2 separate regions of the Xenopus laevis genome follow, and region 2 is linked to region 1. Evidence: chromatin contacts called from public Hi-C data. All regions are on one chromosome and are shown on one strand. The core of a region is the stretch at or near the end of the contact, and the rest is flanking DNA. Distances in the headings are between cores, read along the strand shown.

The links. Hi-C and Micro-C count contacts between places; a contact is called where the count stands out from the background.
Region 2: a contact with region 1 is called in a Hi-C map of the XTC cell line, with 2.7 times the contacts expected there. The contact joins the enhancer-like site here to the promoter of tpm4.L in region 1. A contact is called at or near these places in 2 of 4 Hi-C or Micro-C datasets (the XL177 cell line and the XTC cell line).

The regions. Positions count from the first base shown.
Region 1 is chr1L:113,852,967-113,859,809 of Xenopus_laevis_v10.1, forward strand. tpm4.L (tropomyosin 4 L homeolog) reads left to right here and starts at 1,687. Exons shown (of 9, transcript NM_001086310.1): 1 at 1,687-1,877. The coding sequence starts at 1,764.
Region 2 is chr1L:114,007,218-114,013,668 of Xenopus_laevis_v10.1, forward strand. No RefSeq gene overlaps it. Among protein-coding and RNA genes, the nearest start is that of pnhd.L, 3.6 kb to the right of the region's middle. Within about 2 kb of position 1,669, at least 1 of the 7 cell types and tissues checked has an H3K27ac peak or open chromatin away from gene starts, as enhancers often do.

The DNA.
Region 1 (6,843 bases), core at 437-2,936:
TTTTTCAAAAGACCAAATGGATTTTTTTATATTTAATTTTGAAATCTGACATGGGGCTAGCCATATTATCAGTTTCCCATGTTCCCCCCGTATGTGACTTGTGCCCTGGTAATTTCAGTCACTTTTTACTGCTGCTCTGCAAGTTAGAGTGATATACAGGGGCACTCCACCAATGAGGTGAGTTGAGCCACTCGCCTCAGACGGTTGCCAGGCGTGGCAAAAATGCTGCTCCTGGTAACTAAGAGCCCAATTTCTGGTATTCAACCTGGAAATTTGGCTCTTCTAGTGCAGAGTGCGATATTGCGCTCTCTGCACTAGCGATGTGCACCGTCCCGACCCCTCTCCGGCGCTGAAAATGTGTGTGCCGTGAGGAGGGGTGGGGGCGGCAAAGGAAGGCCGCCTCAGGCGGCAAAAAGGCAAGGATCGCCGCTGGTGATATCACCCCCCTCCTCCCCCCCATCAGCAGAACAATGGGAAGGTAAACTGATAACAGCTCCCTGCTAGATATAAAAACAGCACTCAATAGTAGAAACCCATGTCCCATTGCAACCCCATTCAGTTACATTGCATAGGAGAAACAATAGCCTGTCAGAAAGCATTTCCATAGTGCAACACTGTCTCTTTCTGAAAGCACATGACCAGGCAAAATGACCTGAGATGGCTGCCTACACACCAATATTATAACTAAAAAAAAATATACACTTGTTGGTTCAGGAATGAAATTTTACATGGTAGAGTGAATTGTTTGCAGTGTCAACAGTGTAATTTAGAAAAAAAAAACATACACCATAAAATCCCACAGAATCCCTTTAAGTCGACTAGAAAATTATTTAAACATTAAATAAATGCAATAGGATTGGTCTGCCTCCAATAAGGATTAATTATATCTTAGTGTGGTACTGTTTAATTATTACAGAGAAAAAGAGAATCATTTCCAAAAATTTTAATTACTTGATTACAATGGAGTCTATTGAAGATGGCCTTCCCGTAATTTGGAGCTTACTGGATAAAAGGTCTCCGGATAACGAATTCCTTACCTGTAACATTAAACTCTTGCTTTTTTTAGACAACCTTTTCTTCCCCCATAAAAGCTAAACATACTGCATAAATATATATTGTATACACACACATACATACATAAATAATCTATACAAGATATTAGCTGCTGAACAGAGTGCATATATTCTTACTCTACCTCCTAAAGGCTTTATAGAGAGATGAGGGCTTCATTGCTAGCCAGTCTGCAATCTGTACTGCAAGCTGTAGGGTGGTTCCCTTAAAACATCAGGGTAATGTTGCTACAATTAGATTTTTGTTCACGTCTCTTGGCAGAGGGGCTTCACATCAGTTTTAAAGGGCAGAAGATTATGGTGAACAAATACACTGTGATATGCTAATAAGCTTTATCTATGGCATGCGTTCATTTGTCAACACTTTTGCTGCTGTCAGAAGGTTAAAAATGGAAACCAAATCTTTTATTTACTCCTTTACAGCAAAATCAAGTCCAAATAAGGTGATTGGGTACAGCCTGCAGATTCCAGAGTTGAAAGCTGGCCAAGTCTCTCCTTGGAAAGGATGTAAGTGAAAGCTTTGTGGTGTCTCGGGGGACTGTGGCATCCAATGGTGTTCTTTGTGAGTTTAAAGCAGCCTGGAGTTTAAGTTTAATCGCATCTAGTTGCTCTCTGCACACTTCAGGAAAGCTTCTCCTGGTAAAAATCTTGCTTCCACCCTCGCTTCAAAGGGGCTCCTGACCTAAAGTCAAGATGGAAGCAATTAAGAAGAAGATGCAGATGCTTAAGCTGGATAAGGAGAATGCCATAGATAGGGCAGAGCAAGCTGAAGCAGATAAGAAGGCAGCGGAGGACAAGTGCAAACAGGTATCTTTCAGCCGTTAACACTGTCTATAAAAATCTGGCAAGAGATAAGAACCCTACCAGTACTTTCTGTTACTGCTGTAAATCCTTAAAGCATCTTTTATTTTGGTTCAGAAATAGTTAATGAACTTCTCGGAAACAGCTTCTTCTGTTAATTTACTTTTTTACTTTAGATTTTCATTAATACATATTTTGGATTCTGATACATTTTATAGGAAAATATCACTGGTAGTGCCTTTTGAATTAATACAATTAAGTTAAAATTATCAGGTGGTTGGGAGGGGGGACCATCAGAAATATAGTGCCTGCTTTAATTTGATCAGTATTCTTATTTTTAGTGCTTAAAGGGGTGGTTCAACTTTACGTTAACTTTGAGTATGTTATAGAATTGACAATTCTAATCAAAATTTCCATTGGTCTTCATTATTATTATTTTTTATAGTTTTTGCCTTCTTCTAACTCTTTTCAGCTTTCAAACTGGGGGTCACTGACCCCATCTAAAAAACAAATGCTCTGTAAGGCTACAAAATGTATTGTCATTGCTACTTTTTATTACTCATCTTTCTATTCAGGCCCTCGCTTCTTCATATTCCAGGCTCTTATATAAATCAATGCATGGTTGCTAGGATAAACTGGACCCTAGCAACCTGATTGCAGAAACTACAAACAGGAGAGCTGCTGAATAAAAAGCTAAATAACTCAAAAACCACAAATAATAAAAAATGAAAACCAATTGCAAATTGTCTCAGAATACCACTCTCTACATCATATTAAAAGTTAACTCAAAGGTGAACAACCTTTTTAAGATCCCTACTATGCTTGTTTCATTCAGGCTTTAAAACAGCTGCTAGGCTAATTTAAGCAAGCAGATAACTGTTAAAATTCTAGGTTCATATGATGCCCAGCATCATATACTTATACTTAAGATATGCTAATAGTTATTTTATTAATATTACATTAATATTTTTAATAAGTTCAGTTGAGAAATCTCTATCGAAACTCCAATGATCTCTAATGATCTTCTTACTAGAACTCCTCAATCATAAAAGATCACTTTTTGTGCTGTGTACAGCAGTGTTCACCATCTTATTTGACCATGATCTTCTCAAAAAATATAATAGGTTGGACCCTTACATAATATTGTCCAAAGAAGAGTCATTCCTTCAATGCAAATGGTCTTAAAATTAAAGGAGCACAAATAGTTTAGGCAGCAGTGATTATGATATGAAATCATGTGAGGTCTTTGGTCACATACATTTATATGCACACTCGTTTTCAGTAAAGCTCAGTGGAGCAATTCGGCACCAAGACAATTAGCTTTGACTGGCAATTCAAATGAAGAAAGCAAATAACTTATTGGCTGCTGTGGGCTTCTGCACTAATGTGCATTTGCAAGTACGTTGCAAAACAGCAATTATTTTTTTCACAAGCTGAACTTCTTAGAACTTCTCATGTAACTATCAATGTGTCTATACTGGTATTTAAAGTAAAAGAAAAGTTTAAATCACTGGGAGGTGCCAAATGTTAGGCACCCACCAATCACTATAATAGCGTGCCTGGAGCTCCTGTTAGCAGAAAATCTGCAGCCACTTGGGGTACTACTGCAGCAGCTCGGGGTCCTTCTAAATGAGGACCATGTCATGATCTTCTTCTTTTTTCTCTAAAACAAATTGCACTGGCCAGGGGTATCAGGTACTGTAAGTGATTATAATCTTTGCAGGGTGCAAAGAGCAATAAACAGGATAATATGTAATCTAAAGCACAAAGTTTGCCCAAAAGCAGTAACCTATAGCTACCATATAAGATAAGGTGACTGGCATATGCTACCAGCTAAAATTATTAAAAAATATTATAATAATATGAAATATAATACATTATGCAAATATTCTCTCCACTTTGCTATAAGGTTGAAAAAATACATGTGTCCAAAAAGTTCAACCTTTTTGTCGAAGTGAAATCTACCTAATTGCCAGTTGATCCAGAGGACTGCAAAAAAGACCCACCTGCGGGTTCTCCAATGTGTCTCAGAAGGGAAAAACTATCATATTATAGTTAATTTCAGTCATTGGACATGTGCAATATAGGTACTCACGTGAATCAGGCAAAGAGTATTACCCCAACAACACTAGCATATCCACAGAATTCTTTCTCTCTGTATTGCTAGCAACAAACAGGGCATCACTGGTCACATAAATGACTGATTGAGACACTTTCCTGAATTCTCACCTGTACAGATTTGTTCTCACTTGACACATCAAACTGGATTATGTCAGTTAGAGGAAAAAAGTTCACCTGCATTATCTTTTAGAATATGATAGATTGCCCTATTCTCATCAACGTTTCAATTGGTCTGAATGTTTTTTATAGATTTTAATTATTTGCCTTCCTCTTCTGCCTATTTTCAGCTTTCAATGGGGTGACTTACCCTTACAACTATGCTCTGAGAGGCTACAGTTGTATTCTTATTCCTGTTTATGACTTACAGTATGCTCCTATCCAGACCCTTCTTTATTTGTATTCCAATCTCTCAATTTAAAATCAACAAAAAGAACAAGCTAAACTAATTAAAAACAAAATAAAAAATGATGCCCTGTTGCAAAGTATCTCAGAATATCCCTGTATGCATTGTACTTGAAGCTTTATTGTACTCACTATTGCCACAGGTGAGACACAACTTGCTGTGTTTGGAAGTTCATTGCAGGGTATTGAATACAGTCACTATAACGCTTGCATTCCCAAGTGATGGAACAAAAAAAAAAAGCCTTCCCATAATTTAAAGTTGTATACATAGTGGATTTCTGGATAACGGATCCCATACCTGTACAGTAGAACAGTTACATGGCAAGACACAGCTTGACATCCCATCTACAACATTAGAATAACCCAAAAACTGAAAGAGAGGAGGTCAAATCAGTTCCATTTTCAAAAAATGTTAACAGGAAATAAAGGGATCCTGCCATCCAACCCATGGCTTTAAAGACCTTACTCTGTAAGAACTCCCACTGCTATGTTGGACGTCATAACCCCTCATGTGATAAAAACTTAGATACTGAGGCTTGGAGCCTTGGAACTTAATGACATTTACATAGAGCTCAACAAACTGGAATTTAGATCTGCGTAGGTTTGATGTGTATGCATGCATCCTTTAATAGTGGAAAGAGACTTAAAAACCTCAGTTGTAATGGGCACCCATGACTGGCAGAGCAACTCTTCTGCATGTTCAGCTGTGAGCATTAGAAATAAAAGCATGCATTCTTTAGGAGCCTTGTATTCTAGGCTCCTAAAGAATGAGGCAGCATTATATAAATCACAATTTGGTAAACTGGCCTGCGTTTAAACAGCCCGTTCAAAAATGTTACACTGTTAAAGCAGACACATTCTGCCATTGAATGCTTTTTTGTGAATCTAATGCAGAGATCCCAATGGGTTTATCTCCCCTACTGGGCGCCTGGAGCATAAGGACCAAAATCCAAGCTTTACAGTAATATTTACATCCACCTACAATTTGACAAAAGTATAAAGTAAACCACTTGCCTAAAGAATAAAGATTATAGCTGGAGTAAATATTAGGCTTCCATAAATATGACTATGCCATACAAACAGTCTGTTGCTAACTACCTACAACATTCTAAAATTATATTTTATGGAATTCAAAAGGGAAAGCCACATGGACTTTACATTCTCTTTAGTCTTCTAAAATGTCATTTGTAGAGCAGAACCTGTTCAACCTGAGAGAGATTATTAGAACTTGAGCTAATAATACTTTTTGCCTATCGTTTTAATCATGAAAAAAATATCTGTTTGTTTGCTATTTCTTGTGCTAAAAAGAACAAACAGGACACTGAAGCTTCTCCATGTTTGGTCATTGCAAGGTAAATAATTAGAGTATAAAGGGCTATACTTTGAAGTATCACCACTCTGGCTCAGATAACCGTGTTTCCTCCATCATGATATTTATTCGTTTACTGCATTATGGGCCCTGTAAGACAAGTTTTATGTTTTATCCCTCCTCTGGTAGGAGAACAGTTAATCAAAGAGCTTCAATAGAAATTTCTGTACTTTGTAAGTATCTGACAAGGTAACAGAAATTCTCTTCCTTATTTGGCTATAATTTTTGGATGGGAGCTGGAAGTTGGTTACATGCCAAACTTCTGAAATGCGGTCAGCCCAAACTGTAGGAATTGCTTAATAAAACAGGAGTTTGCTTATTGATGTTACAAAAAAATGTTATTTATTGCACTGGCCTATGTGTCAATTGTGCAATGGCATCTAAAAGGAATGTTTCTACCAACATACACAAATAAATTTTCTATAAGCATTGACAGCTAAAATGCTAGCTGCTCTCTGAGCACTAACATGTTTGTATTATATTATTGCATCACCCTCTACCTACCTCCAGACACTATTTTATGACTTAGGTTTCTCAGTATCCCTACTTATTAACACTAGTGTTCCCAATCTAGCAGCTGCCTTCAGGCAATTTGAAGCTAACAAATGGGGACAGTAACATTAAACGGAAATGTAACAGGGTAGCTTCTCACTTAAGAAAACTTTTCAGATAACTGATCCTTCCATAATTTTGATCTTCATACCTTAAGTCTACTTAAAAACCATTTAAAGATAAAATAAGCCCAATTTTGCATTCAAGAATGATTATTTAGAACATATCTTAGTTGTTGTCAAGTAGAAGGTAATGTTTTATTATTAGAGAAAAAAAGGAAATCATTAAAATTATTTGGATAAAATGGAGTCTGTGGGAGATGGCCTTTCCATAATTTGGAGCTTTCTGGATAACAGGTTTCCGGATAACTGATCCCATACCTCTACTTATTATTGCTGACAGTTTGGTCAGAACTTCACTCCAACAGAAGTCAGTGGATAACAAAGCACACAGTTGGAATGCAATTTTCCACAGATCAATGGGTCCAATTCCAATGGCTAATCCGTTACAGGTTACATCATTTCTGTA
Region 2 (6,451 bases), core at 419-2,918, 150 kb after region 1:
TCTAGTGAGGTCTGATTTAACTTCTTCTTTATACTCTATACATCGACTCATAAACCCAGTTTAAGTTTTGGTTAAGACATTATATTAATGTCTAATAAACATTAAACATTACTATAAAATCCAAGGGAAGGGTTTGGAATCTGGTGATGCTCTTTTTGTACTACTTAAAAAGTAAAAATGAGTAAAAATAACAGTAGGGTTACACATCTAATTTAATTCTAAGCAGTGGGCCTTGTTGGTAACTATTTTTTACCAAAGCATAAGATCATAATGCCTTGGTGAAAAAGAAATCTGAGAATTAGTATTTTATGGCATATAGGACTTGGGATATGTTGGAGCAGTTATTATTACTCTCATGTGCCAAAAAAATCAATATTTCCTAAAACAATATGAAACGTAAACAGCCCTACTATTGTTTGGAAAACTATTTTTGGTATACTGTACTATAAACTTTTCCTAATGGTTGTTCCACCATTTCATTCAATTTAGGCTGGGGCTACATGGATTCACACTAGTTATAAGTAATCTACCTTAGTCCCGCTCAACTTCTAGGGTTGTCAGACAACTGACAATGTCAGAGTTTATTATATGATCCCCTCATATATTTATACATAGTTATCATATTTCCCCCTCAATTGCCCCTTCTCCAGAGTAAACAATCCCAACTTGGCTCCAGTTTAGCACTGGAGACCAAAACTGCATGGCATATACTCAATGGGGCCTTACCAGCACTTTGTAAAGTGGAAGAATAACCCTCTCCTCCTCCAAATCTATGCCCATTTTAATACAGCTCAGAAACGTGTTTGTTCTTGCAGCTGCTGACAGATATTGCTTGCTATAACCAACCAATGGACTGCTATGTACTTCTCCATTATGGGTTTGCCTAGTGCAGTCCATTAAGCGTATAAGTGGCATGCATATTTTTACATCGCATGTAGAAGGTCCTTAATGCTTTTGTAATGATGTGATATTTCCAATGGCCACTGTTTCAGTCCTGTGCTTTAGCCCCTATCTATGCACTGAAGTACTGACATTAATTGTTTTCTTGGAATTCAGGAGTCTTTGTTTCCCCAGTGTATTGCCACAAACATTAAATGATGGTCACTGTTACCCAGGAGTTCAATTACTTGCACATTTGCTGTACGTTCTGGGTCATTAGAGATCACTAGATCCAGTATAGCATGGTTTCTGGGCGGCTCCTTAACAACCTGTTTCCATTAAATGTTCTGGCATTACTGTTGCTCCTGTCACGACTTGCCCAAACTAGCAGCCTTTTGAGGAACTGAGCCACTTGCAAAAAAAAAAAAAAAAAACATTGGTGGCCAGTGATTTAAAAAAAACATCAGTGTTTAGTGAGATTTACCTTTAAACTTTGACAGGCAGACTTCTTCCTTGGCTTCTTTGTTCTCCTGTGAGGTTTCCTGTTCGGCTCATTTCGTCGGCTTTGGCTCCCATTCCAATTTGGCAGGCATTTGCTCCCATTCTGCAGCTTTGCTTCAGCTCCCTTCAGCGGCTCTAGTTTCCCTGATTCCCTATATTAGGTTGTAAATTCTTAACACACATGCCCTTCTTATTTTTCCAGATTTTCCCAGATTTCCTTTTGCTACCAGCCTTGAATATTGCCTAGACTTTGTTTTATTCCTTATATTATGGATTTTGGACTTTTCTCTGCCATACCAGTAAGCCTGACAATTTTTCTGTCTCTCTCCCTGTACCAGTGCCTATATTCTGCCTTGTTTTGTTTATCCAGTCTATTCTAACTTAAAGGAACAGTTCAGTGTAAAAATAAAAACTAGGTAAATAGATAGGTTGTGCAAAATAACATGTTTCTAATATAGTAAGTTAGCCAAAAATGTAATGTATAAAGGCTACATTACATTTTTGCCTAACTATATTAGAAACATTTTTTATTTTGCACAGCCTATCTATTTACCCAGTTTTTATTTTTATATTGAACAATTCCTTTAAAGGGCCTCAAATTACCTCAAAACTCGAATGGTATCTTATTTAAGAAAAAACTCAAATTGTAAAAACCGGAATATGCAAGTTCGAGTCCCGCAACCTGAAAACTCGAATTGATCGAGTTTTCGGCAAAAAAAAACTTGAATCTCTCGAATCATTAGAGTTTTCGGGCAAAACCTCGGGCACAAAAATCAAACAGGCTGTTAACCTCTTCAAATGGTTCCAGGAACCTCTGCCATTGACTTCTACATAACTCTGACAGGTTTTAGGTGGTGTATTTTTGGATTCAAGCTATTTTCAGGGTCGAGGTATAATAAATCTAGAATATTCAAGTTTTTTTTAAAGAAAACTCGAGCAATTTTTTTTTTAACTCAAACTTTTGTGGAAAAACAACTCGAACCTTAATAAATCTGCCCCAAAGTGTTCTTATGCTTATGCTCATCTGTTGTACTTCCTCCTCGGTCCCTTACAAACACTAGACAAGTGGCCCCTAAGACTTTGTTGTTGCCCTCTGGTGGTCAGTCAGAGTGAGTTTTGGCCACTGTACGTGACAACTACACCAATCTCTCAGCCACGCATTCCTCTAAAGGACTGAAATCAGCATCTTAAATCTGCCCATGTGTGACCTGAAATTGTAAATTGTAGAGATCACAAATTTTTCTGCTGTTTACAGCAATTAATTTTTATAGGCTGTACAGGAAAAGAACCTATGGAAGACCGACATACATAACATGAAATGTGTGTAGTTTTTACCAAAGCATCTCATACACCATATTTTATTTAGCAAAGAGAACATGCTAAAACATTTGCTTTAAACCAAATATGTGTTCATTTCCATATAGAAAACAAATTACCTGAAATGCAAATATATGAGAAATGTGATTGTTCCACTGCATCTTTAATGTAAGAGCTCTAAATTTAGTTAGCATAAAGAGGCTTTGAAGTTTCCAAAGATCCATACAAGACACCTATATTAGTCTCAGTAAAAGTAAAACAGATCAAAGACTCAAGTCTCTGCTATTCCCTGCAGAGAAAGACTAAGAATATAATTCACATTAGATTAGTTAGAAACAAAAGACTGAAATGGTATCCTGCTACCCTTCCATGACTACAGTATTTAAAAAAAAAAAGGTTAAACTAGCGGCGGATAAAAGAAGAAAAAAAAAGGAAAAATATGAGCCACAGCTCTGTACTAACCACAGAGCATTTCTTCCCAGAATGTTTTGCATTGTACCTAAGCAAAAGTGTATTTGTTCCCATGATGTTTGCTAGGCAGAGATTATATTCAAGGCTGAAGTCAGACAGTATTCTAATGGATGCTGCTATGATGCAGAAAACAGCTGTGGTCAAAATGTCCTATCTGCCAATCACAGATTCACACAGAAATCTATGGGAAACATGATGTTTGTAGCACACACAGTGGTGACAGGTGGAGGTCTGTTAAAATATGCTTGCTTGACAGTTTCTGAACAGAGTGCCTAATATTGCTAAATGGGATTCAGGTTTTTCACTAGATTACAATGAGAAGTGGGGCCAGTTCAATCACTACTATTTTTCGACTACCAAAAGCTACCCTTCATACACAGTGCACAAGGAGTGGATTATGTACAGAAAATCACACTTGCTTCCAGTGCTATCACTGCGCACAGATACAGTGTGCAGTATGTGCTATAGGGCAAGGGCATATTAGCATATGGAACGCTCCTCTATGACTGATGAATATTAATGAAGCACAGAGAAGTGGATGCACTGAAATCAGCTCTTCCTGTATCTGTTTTTAAAAGTCCGCCTGTATGAAGTGGAGATTGGCTTCAAAATGCCTGCATGTTTCAGGCCAATCTCCTCTCATCTCTGTTATAGCCATACACACACAGAAACTGTACTTTTAAATGCAGATACAGGAATCTATGATTTCACAGCATCCGCTTCTTTCCACCTAATGCCTATTGAGGTGTTCTATATGCTAGTGTGCCCTTGCTCATAATTGTATATGGCCCAAACTATTTTATAATTTACTGTCCTTTGAAAAGCTAAATAAGAAGATTAACCAAGTATTCATGCACTCCGCCCCTTTTGCGCCACAGACCGCCCCTTTGTTTTCCGCCCCCACCGGCCGATAAAATTTTTTAGAAAAGGTGCCAACCCTTCCGGCGATTTACATTCTAGCCGACGGGAAGGCAGTTTGGGGAGATTATTCGCCCCTCGAAGAAGAGGAGATTTGTCGCCAGGCGTCTAATGTCCCTAAATCTGACCGTGTGTCTCTGCCCTAAAGGCTTGACAGGCAGCATGTCAGTTGGTAAATAACCCATTAGGCTCAAGGCAATAAACTGCCTAGGAGATAAGGGGGCAAGGAATCTTATCGCTGTATCTAGCCTTTATACCAGGATTAGTACCTTATTCTCATCTTAAACTGGAACTGTACCAGTAAAATTATTCTATGATTTTCTTTGACAGGCAGCATGTCAGTTGGTAAACAACCCATTAGGCTCAAGGCAATAACCTGCCTAGGAGATAAGGGGGCAAGCAATCTTATCGCTGTATCTAGCCTATATACCAGGATTAGTACCTTATTCTCATCTTAAACTGGAACTGTACCAGTAAAATGATTCTATGATTTTTTTACATGTTAAGAGACCCACAGATACCAATAATGTACTATGGATATTGTTCGGATTAGGGCAAGTTTAAAATCGAATCTGCAGATGCACCAAATCTACTTGTGTATGGTGCGTGGGCTGATGAGGCAGTGAAGAAGTGCCACAGCTCCTTTTTATATCTTACTGTTTCAATCATTCAGGCTGTCTGAATGTGTGTGACTGCAGTCACTCGTATACTATACAGTTGGATAGTTATGGGAGTCTGTTGATATATGACTGCCTTAACACTCATGTAGCTGTAGCAATTGGTGCTACTACAAAGCATTTTAAGCAACATTCTTTTTGTTGGCAAAGCGTTTCCTATGAAGTAGGTTAAGTGATAGTGTGTCTGTTAACATTATCATATAAAGATATATGTAAAACAGCAGATAAACTGTAATAACACATAATTTGTGCTCAAAACACATTTTAATAACCAGTTTGCTACTCAATCACTTTAGCCAAATAAAGTTGGCCATGGATGCAAAGATCCGATTGTTCGAATCCTCAAACGATCTGACTTCCCCATCTCCCGACCTGCCACTAACCAGATCAAATAAAGAAGAAAAGAACATATCAGCCGATGTTCTGCCCCTGACAGCAATCGTACGAAAGTTATGTCTGACCAAATCTAGTGACAGTCTCCCACTGAAAATCGTACGATCGGCAATACATGCAGAGATATTATTGGCAACCAACAGAAATCTTTTAACCTGGCTGATCGACCAATCAACCGTTCTCCGTTGGACGAAAAATGTCAGGACTCTCCACACACAGTCCGAAAATCGTAGGAATCCTCGATTGCGTCTATGGCCAGCTTAAGTGGATCTGACCTACACACCCATTGGAGTGGTCCTTACCAAGCAGGATTTTCAAAACTGTCTGATAGATATCTAGTCGATTTTTAGCTCAATATCAGTCCAGCTGATCCTCCTAAAGGCTTCCATACATGGGCTGATATGCTGCCATCTAGATCTGGAGGGAGTGAGTTGGCAGCTTTTATTGGTGTGCATCGCCTGATTCATCAGCTTGATGCCAAGGGTATATGATGAACAATTTAACTAGGCACCTTTCAAAAGCATATCATTTACAGTATATTCATGGCTCTTAAGTTTTACAAAAGTATAAAAATATAAATTAATGCAGGTATTATAATATTATATATGTATATAAGCATTAGGGCGGGGTAACATTATTCCCTAATGTATGTTATGATAGAGTGAGTATATCCAATTCTATAATACCCTCTTGCAAGAACAGAAGCTTTAAAACCCAGGGTATACTAATCAAAAATCAGTGTATAGGTTTATTGGCTGTTACCTGAGAGATGGCAAGTTCAATAAGGATCAGTTCTGAATATTTTCTTCTTTATGACGATTATATTTATTCCATTTTTTTTCAAATCCTGAATTATGAATTTATTATTAATTATTAATTTATTTTTAATTAAACATAAAATCTTATTACAGAATAATGGTGTAGGAGATGCAGAACCAAGCATAAACAAAGAGGAAACTGCAATAAAAGTGATGGTTTCTGTAATTATTTAGCACTTAGCAGAATATGGAATAACACAGGCAAAATGTAAAGGATCATGTTGTAAATTAGTCAGGGATAATGCTATTGATGAATCCATTAAATGTAATAACAGTTGTGAAGAATAACAAAGGATTGTCCTATTTGCTGCTATTAAAGAAATGTAAGATTTTGGATCTCCTATAGGCTGGAGTTTCAGTTTATCAAAAAATGCTGTGAATTTAATAGTTGAAGTGTCGCGAGAGCTTTTTAACTGCAGATAAAAGACTGCTGAAAATCTTTTAAGTGTTTTTGTTCCCTTTCAAATGAGGAGACTT